Regions from separate parts of the Gossypium hirsutum genome. Here region 1 is linked to region 2. Evidence: chromatin contacts called from public Hi-C data. All regions are on one chromosome and are shown on one strand. The core of a region is the stretch at or near the end of the contact, and the rest is flanking DNA. Distances in the headings are between cores, read along the strand shown.

Evidence for each region. A called contact is a pair of places that touch in the nucleus more often than the background predicts.
Region 1: a Hi-C map of leaf shows a contact between it and region 2, with 2.5 times the contacts expected there. The contact joins the promoter of LOC107888838 here to the promoter of LOC107938095 in region 2. A contact is called at or near these places in 5 of 34 Hi-C or Micro-C datasets (callus and leaf).

Annotation. Positions count from the first base shown.
Region 1 is chrA09:31,334,026-31,337,644 of Gossypium_hirsutum_v2.1, forward strand. It overlaps LOC107888838 (membrane-anchored ubiquitin-fold protein 4), which reads left to right and starts at 2,208. Exons shown (of 3, transcript XM_016813080.2): 1 at 2,208-3,619.
Region 2 is chrA09:30,760,381-30,763,994 of Gossypium_hirsutum_v2.1, forward strand. LOC107938095 (probable protein S-acyltransferase 7) reads right to left here and starts at 1,895. Exons shown (of 5, transcript XM_016871161.2): 1 at 1,458-1,895; 2 at 1,104-1,286; 3 at 295-591; 4 at 1-79. The coding sequence starts at 1,553. It overlaps LOC107938096 (serine/threonine-protein kinase PBS1), which reads right to left. Exons shown (of 6, transcript XM_016871165.2): 6 at 2,970-3,522. The coding sequence ends at 3,139.

The DNA of each region.
Region 1 (3,619 bases), core at 958-3,457, 570 kb after region 2:
GATCACAACCGATCGAATCATGTAACAGGATGCTCACACAGAGTTGCGGTAGTGTGCAACACATGCAAAATCACTACCGATGAAGATGCTCGCAAGAACTATTTATCAGGATGCTCGAGAGGGCTTTATTAGGATTACTCGTCTAAGCTAAATCCTATCTGCAACATATGCAGGATCACATTCAAATTAGGAAATTACATATATCTATCAAATTTCATTATTCAAACGGAACTTCACATTTATTCAAGCTATATGAAGCATATAATTTATTTCATACTTTAAACATTTATAATTCATACAATCACGTAACACATTCAATACAAGCATATAAATATACACAATTCGGTTACACTAACTTACCTTAATAATCGTCCGTACAAGAAATTCTTCTAATCCGAAACTTTTTCTTTTCCTCGATCTAGCTTCGAATTTGAGTTGTCTGGATCTATATAAATGAATTTAATCATCAATTTAATTCATTTCATATTCAATTGAATTCAATTTACACCCTAGGAAATATTACCATTTTGCCCTCAAACTTTCCATAAATTCCAATTTCGTCCCTAGGCTCGAAAAATGAAATTCATGAAATTTAATCCTTATTTCAAGCCTAACCAAATTTTCATATAACATTTATAGTACTTATATTTCACAAAACTCAGAATTTTTCCATGGATTTTTCCACTTTTCAATGTAGTCCCTAAATCATGATTTCATAAAAATTCTCTTTGTAAAAGTTGTTTATCTATCAGTAACTTTTCATTTTCTACCATAAATTTCAAATTTTCAACATATTCATCCATCTTTACTTTGATAACTTTTTAAATTAGTCCTCAAAATAGATAGATTAAACTATCCCGATCTCAAAATTATAAAAATTACTAAAAACGGGACAGAAATACTTACCCAATTAAGCTTGATTAGTTTCTTCTCTCTCTCCTAGGGCTCCCATGAAATTTGGGGATGAATATGATAATAAAATAAGATGATATTTCTATTTAATTATTTATCATCTTTAATTATTTTGATTTCTAATTTAGTCCTTAGTCTTTTCTAATTTTTCCATGGATGAATCACCAAAAATATCTACTAACTTTTCTTTAATGGTCTAATTATCATATAAGGACCTCAAATTTTTAATTCCATAGCTATTTAATCCTTCTAGCTACTAGAACTCAACTTTTGCATTCTATGCAATTTGGTCCTTTCATTAATTAAACACATGATCGGTAAAATTTTCTTATCAGAATTTTCATATGACATTTCTATCATAATGCAGACCGTGCAATAATATTTAAAAAATTTTCTTTCTGGCTCGGATTTGTGGTCCCTAAACCACTGTTCCGATTTCACTAAAAATGAGCTGTTACAAAACCACTCAAAGATAGTGATTTTGTTAAACTCGATACTCTATTTTTAAAACTCAAAATGACGTGCTCCAAGTAACTGAAGGTTTAAATATATATATTTAATCTACGTTTTACAAAATGATGAACAAATTTTAGTTAAAGAGATTTTCTGCTGCGTCATTCTTTTTAAATATGATGTTTTATAATCAAAATCATGATACTCAAACTTTTCTAACAATAGATTATTTTCGACAAATTACTCTTAAAGAAGGGATGTAAGATTGATATTTTGATTCTTTTTCTTCAAGCGAAATAAAAGGACATTTTAAATACAATGATTTTTAAGAAAATATGAAAAAGAGTTTTCTTTGCCAATGACTTGGTCAATGTGATTCTCAAGATTCAGCCATAACATCTGAGCCGGGTTTAAGGGGTTACAAAAATAATCCAAGAAACATACTCATAGTAGGTCAATCCAATATGTTGTTCTGTATTGATTTTGACATTCCTATATCAATGACAACAGTTTGTCATCAATCAACTACACATTAGTCTCAATGCATTATTGTTTTCCAAACCCACAATAATACTTGACAAAATAACCTTTAACAATAATCATATTTTCTTAGGAATTTATTACAATTCAATTTATTTATATACATAGAAAAAAATTGAAATGATAATGACAATGCCTTATATTAATAAACAAGGTAAAATAAGTATGTAATTACAACCATCTCATGATTGGCCTTTGGGAATACTATAACATCTTTGTCCTTGATCTTAAAATGCACTATGAAATGGATGTTGGGTCATGGATGTTGAGGGTTAAGTAGAAAGAGTTTGATTGTTTCAAATTATTCTTGAGAGAAAAGAGAATAGATTGTTTGATATGATGTATATAGACTCTTGTTAAATATATTAAAAAATTGAGTGAATAAAAGTAAAACAAGTGAAATAAAAGCGTGGTTAATCTCAAAATCATTATGAGTGAACTTATTTTTATCGAGTGTGCACCATTCTAGACTTGCTGTAGCACTTGGGGGTGCCCTTGACATTCTCCCCTACTCAATCTAATGGTGCACTTGTTGCTAGGGGAATGCCGCACTTGGTCCCTCGATCGACATCTTCTATGTGAGTGACTCCTCAGGCCTTCAGGCCAAGTCTTCTATGCTCAATTTTTCTTGACCGTTACTGCACTTGGAGAAACCATCACTCTCAGTTCTTTTGCCTCCATGATGTTGGCGCTCTCTGCACTCTTTCCATTGCACTTTTGTATATGAGGGGTTGGACTTCTTTTCAAATCTACTTGCTTTCACATTCTCTCATGCTGCCCAATTGATCTTTGCCTTATGACACGACACCCAGCCTTAACACTTGCGGCTTCACATCGTGCTCATCCTTGAAAGCTCTAATGACGACCAACCTCCGCACTCAAGGCTCTGGATTGCTTCCACAACATTTGACTTTAAACTTTTCCAGTCTTCACGAGCACTAATAACTTAGCGTTCGTAAGGTTTTCTGTGACCCATCTCTCTCACGATTGCTTCGAGACTCCCTTTCTCTCGTTTGCTGGTCTAGTTATAATAAAAAGGGACACGCGTTTATGTTCGAAGCTTAAATTATGGTCAAAGGGACTTTCCTAGTCCTTGTATTTACCATGTTTTTTCAGCTTTTTTCTTTTCCAGTCACCAACCAAAATACGCCACGCCCTCTCTAATATCCATCCCTCCTAACTCACTATTTACGATACCTCCATGTCTCTCCCCTCTGCATTTGCAAATGGAAACATAAAAATAAACAACTCAAAGATTAAAAAAGAGAAAGCGTGAAGATCGGGTCTAATCTGGGTTCTCTTGAAAGTTTAACCAATTCTTTGAATCTTTTGTAGTCTCCCTCGTGTATATATATATCACCCTCAAGAGAAGAGAAAAGAGCTCCGCAATTCATTTCATCTTTTTTCTTTTTTGTAACAACTTTTTTTCGAAAGGTATATATATTTAAAGTCCTGTTGTAGTTTTAGTTGTCGGTTTAGGTTTTTTTTTTTCTTTCTAAAATTTCAATCTCTTTTTATCGTTTCATGTATGTAATTACAACGAAAAATACCCCAAGAGTTAGGGTGGAGTGAGGTGTGATTTTGGAATCTGTTACTTTTTCTTTCATTTTCTAGGGAAACCCAAACAGAGAATAAAAATAAATTGTATGTAGTGGTGAACTTGAGAGGTTTTTTTTTTTTTTTTTTGGAAAAGAAGGCAAGGGTTTTGATTTTG
Region 2 (3,614 bases), core at 645-3,144:
AGACCCAACAGAATGCAAAAACATATATACACAGAAGGGTTGTTGAGAAGACAAACATGAAGAAGAATCGATAATTTCGCTGCAGACAAAAAACATGAGAAAAGTTTACAATACCAAAAAGAGGAAATCGGAAAAACATGTTTCACAGCAATTTCAATTTCCAACCACTCTTAATATGAAAATTATGCAGCAAAGAACAGGTACATGCTAATTTAAGTTCCTAGACGGATATGAACTATGAAGATCATTGTTTAGGCTTCATATCCATGTAGCCTAAAGAAAATGGTGATGTACCAGTCCGATACATTGCCCAACCCAAGGACAGTGGTGATCAAATCGTTCTACACAGTTATTGCAGATTGAACAGTGTGAGCAGCGAGGAGGCCTATAAAGCATGCAAGTGTCACAATATTTGATCTTCACAGTGATTCCATTGACCTCCACTTCCTTAATACGTGGCAATCGTAACTGTGGAGTTTGACCAGCCCCAACATCTACATTTCCATCAAAACTTTCTGGCTCAGGAGGGTGTGCATTGCGCGGAATTATACCAGGATCTCTTCCGGATGTTAGCAATAGAAGAAGTAAATCCTGAAAGAAGAAACAAACACATGTATGAGCTTCAAGATCTGTTTTAAAGAAATCATATAGATTCTCCAAAACTCTAATAAATGCCATGGGGGATTTGTTTCCTACATGCAAGACACCATTTTGGACCTTCCAAAACATTCATAAATGCCATCTAGATCGATGCTGCAATCCTACTATTAATTCTATACTAAACTGCCATAAGAGTACGCAAACGGAGGAAAGGAGACCATATAAGCTATGATCATAGCAAATTATGAATTCAGAGTTGATATCTAGCCAAGAACAAAAGGGGGTTTATCACTAACCTTAACAATGGTAAACATCATGAATTAACACTACATGGAAAATATAAATAATGTTAAAGGCAAGATAATTCACGGTTCATCCCTCAAAGAAATCCCACCTCAGTGGGACTCACCATAATACCATCATCTTCCTAACATGTAATCAAACGTTTTTTTGTCCAAAGATAGCAATTCATTCAAACATGAAAAATTTGTAAAGGGACTTACATAGACAGTGAAGACAACAGCAACCACCATAATTAAATTACCCAAGTGATGAGAAAAATCATCCATCAATTTCCTTGCAACAAAAACACAGAAAATGGAAACTGGAGCTACTATAAGCAAAATAGTCAGCCCTAATGATCTTACATCCGGTCCAAATATAAACCTCCCTTGAAATAAAAATATCTGCAAACAATAAACAAGAAATCATAAGTTTAATGCCTTGAAATTCATGGATAAAAATGTAGTCCTTTTAATTATTACTTGTGATGGAAATTACAGTACAAATAGAACAGAAAAGGGGGAAATGAAGGATTTTGAAGTCTAGAAAAAAGGAATAAAACCAGGAAAGCTTACATTGCTGCCTTTCCAAGCTTGGTAAACCCGTAAATCACCCGACCCGCCGCCGATGGAACCCGGATCCGATCGCTGGGGTGGCGGCACCATATACATCTCTCCCTTTTACTCTCCCTTTTACTCTAAAGAATAATGATAAAAATAATTTACTTCAAAAGATGAGATTTGAGGAAAAAAAAACAAAAAAGGAAAGGAAAGAGCTTTTAAGCAGAAAAATGGAATGCCATGGTGGGAGTGAGTGAAGGGAGGGCGAGTTAACTGAGTAATAGCGAGTCGGGGAAGGGTAGGCGACAAGTCATGAGCCTCTTTCCAACAAAGTACTGAAAGTAGAGGAAAAGGGACGATGGTTGGGGGCTATGTGGGTTTTCCCTTCCTTTTTCTTTTATTTTGTTTCTTCGTTGAAATTTGAGTTGCATCGCATTACGCTTAAATTTCTTCACCAAACTAATAATTATAAGTATATAATATATAAAATCACTACTACTCATTATTTTATTTTGTTTATAAACAACAAATTAAAATATTATATTAAAAGAGGTTTTAATTCCTAGTTATTTAAATGGAAGCAGTAAATTTCTTTAGAAACACTAGTAACAAAAGAATGAATTGGTTTCGCTAAAAAACAAATTAAAATATTAAAAATAAATTTGATTTCAACAAGTCCCGGTTTTCTACATTAACCACTGTTTTTACATTAAAAATAAATAATTAAACATCTCGGATACTTGTTGGATCGACTAAACCTTTTAACTAAAATTTATACTTTAAAACAAAATCTCATTTTAAAAACTCTAGATGCTAAAAATATTTTTAAAAAATCGAATACCTATGAGATAAAAAAAATTATTTAATGAAATCGAAGAGAGCCTCTTTCGGAGAAAAAATGCATGCAACATTATGATTGCACCCTCGTTACCCTAAATAACCAATACAAAAAATAATGAATTTTTTAGAAAATAAAAGCATCGGAATTTGCGAAAGTAAAGTGTTGAATTTAATAGAGTGGGCTTTTTTTAATTTCTGCTTTAGGGTTTAGTTTAAGTGCAATTTGTATAGCATCATATCTTTCTCATAATTAGCTGCAAACGCCCATCGAAAACAAAAAGCAACAAAGTTGGCAGATCAAATTGAAAGCTTTCGGAGGGTTCTTGCAATGGTAAGAAAATGAAAAGAAAGCAAGGTTATTCAAGTGCTTTCACGCAGTGAAATGATTACGTCGATTGATGGTCGAGTTATTTGTTCTTCAAACTAAAAATAATAGTAAATTTGTGAGATGAACTTGAGCACAGGTGGTGCCATGGTGTAGTGGTTAGCACTCTGGACTTTGAATCCAGCGACCTGGTTCGACTCCCGGTGGGACCTTTTTTGCAACAACTTTTGGGTTTTTTCTTTTTTAAGAATTACACATGTATTTTAGTCCAACTATTATAATATTAATATGAATCAGGTTTTATAAACGCACCCAATTTAACTCTTCCATATTCCATTGTTCTTCAAACTGGAGGAGCCACATTATCAAAACAAATGCTAAACTCATTATTATTGCTGTTTCAAAGGAAAAACTACATATAGGTTTTTGGGAATCCATTGCTGCTTTCAACTGAATATACAAAGTCTTTCTTCTTACTAACTTCCTTTCTGTACTTGACATGTTCTAAAACATTAGAGATGAAAGTACCCTTTACGTGTTCGATCCATCCGAACTATTTTCTGCACTTTGTAGTCTTTTCTCCCTCCAACTCTCCCCCCACATCTTGGCCTCAGCCACCGCTCGTTCCCTGTTAAAATCCCGGTCTAACATCCTGGTTGTTTCCCTCGGAGACTCATTGTTCTCCGGCCCTTTCACACTGACCCTTTTAGCTTCATGTGCGCTATATGGATGGGATGTCAAATAATCAAGAGCAAGCACTATATCACCAATAGAGGGCCTGCAATTTGCATTTTCTTGGATGCATAGGAAGGCCACCTCTAGAGCTTTCTTCATGGTTGACTTGGAGAAGTGACCTCTCAGCAATGGATCCGCTAAGTTCAGAATGTTCATTCCATCTTTCAACATCGGTCGTGCCTGGAAAAAAAATGGAATGAACGGTTACTTAGAGAAACAATTTGATGTAATGGAGTTCCTAGGATCGGTATATTTCATTTAGATATTGATCC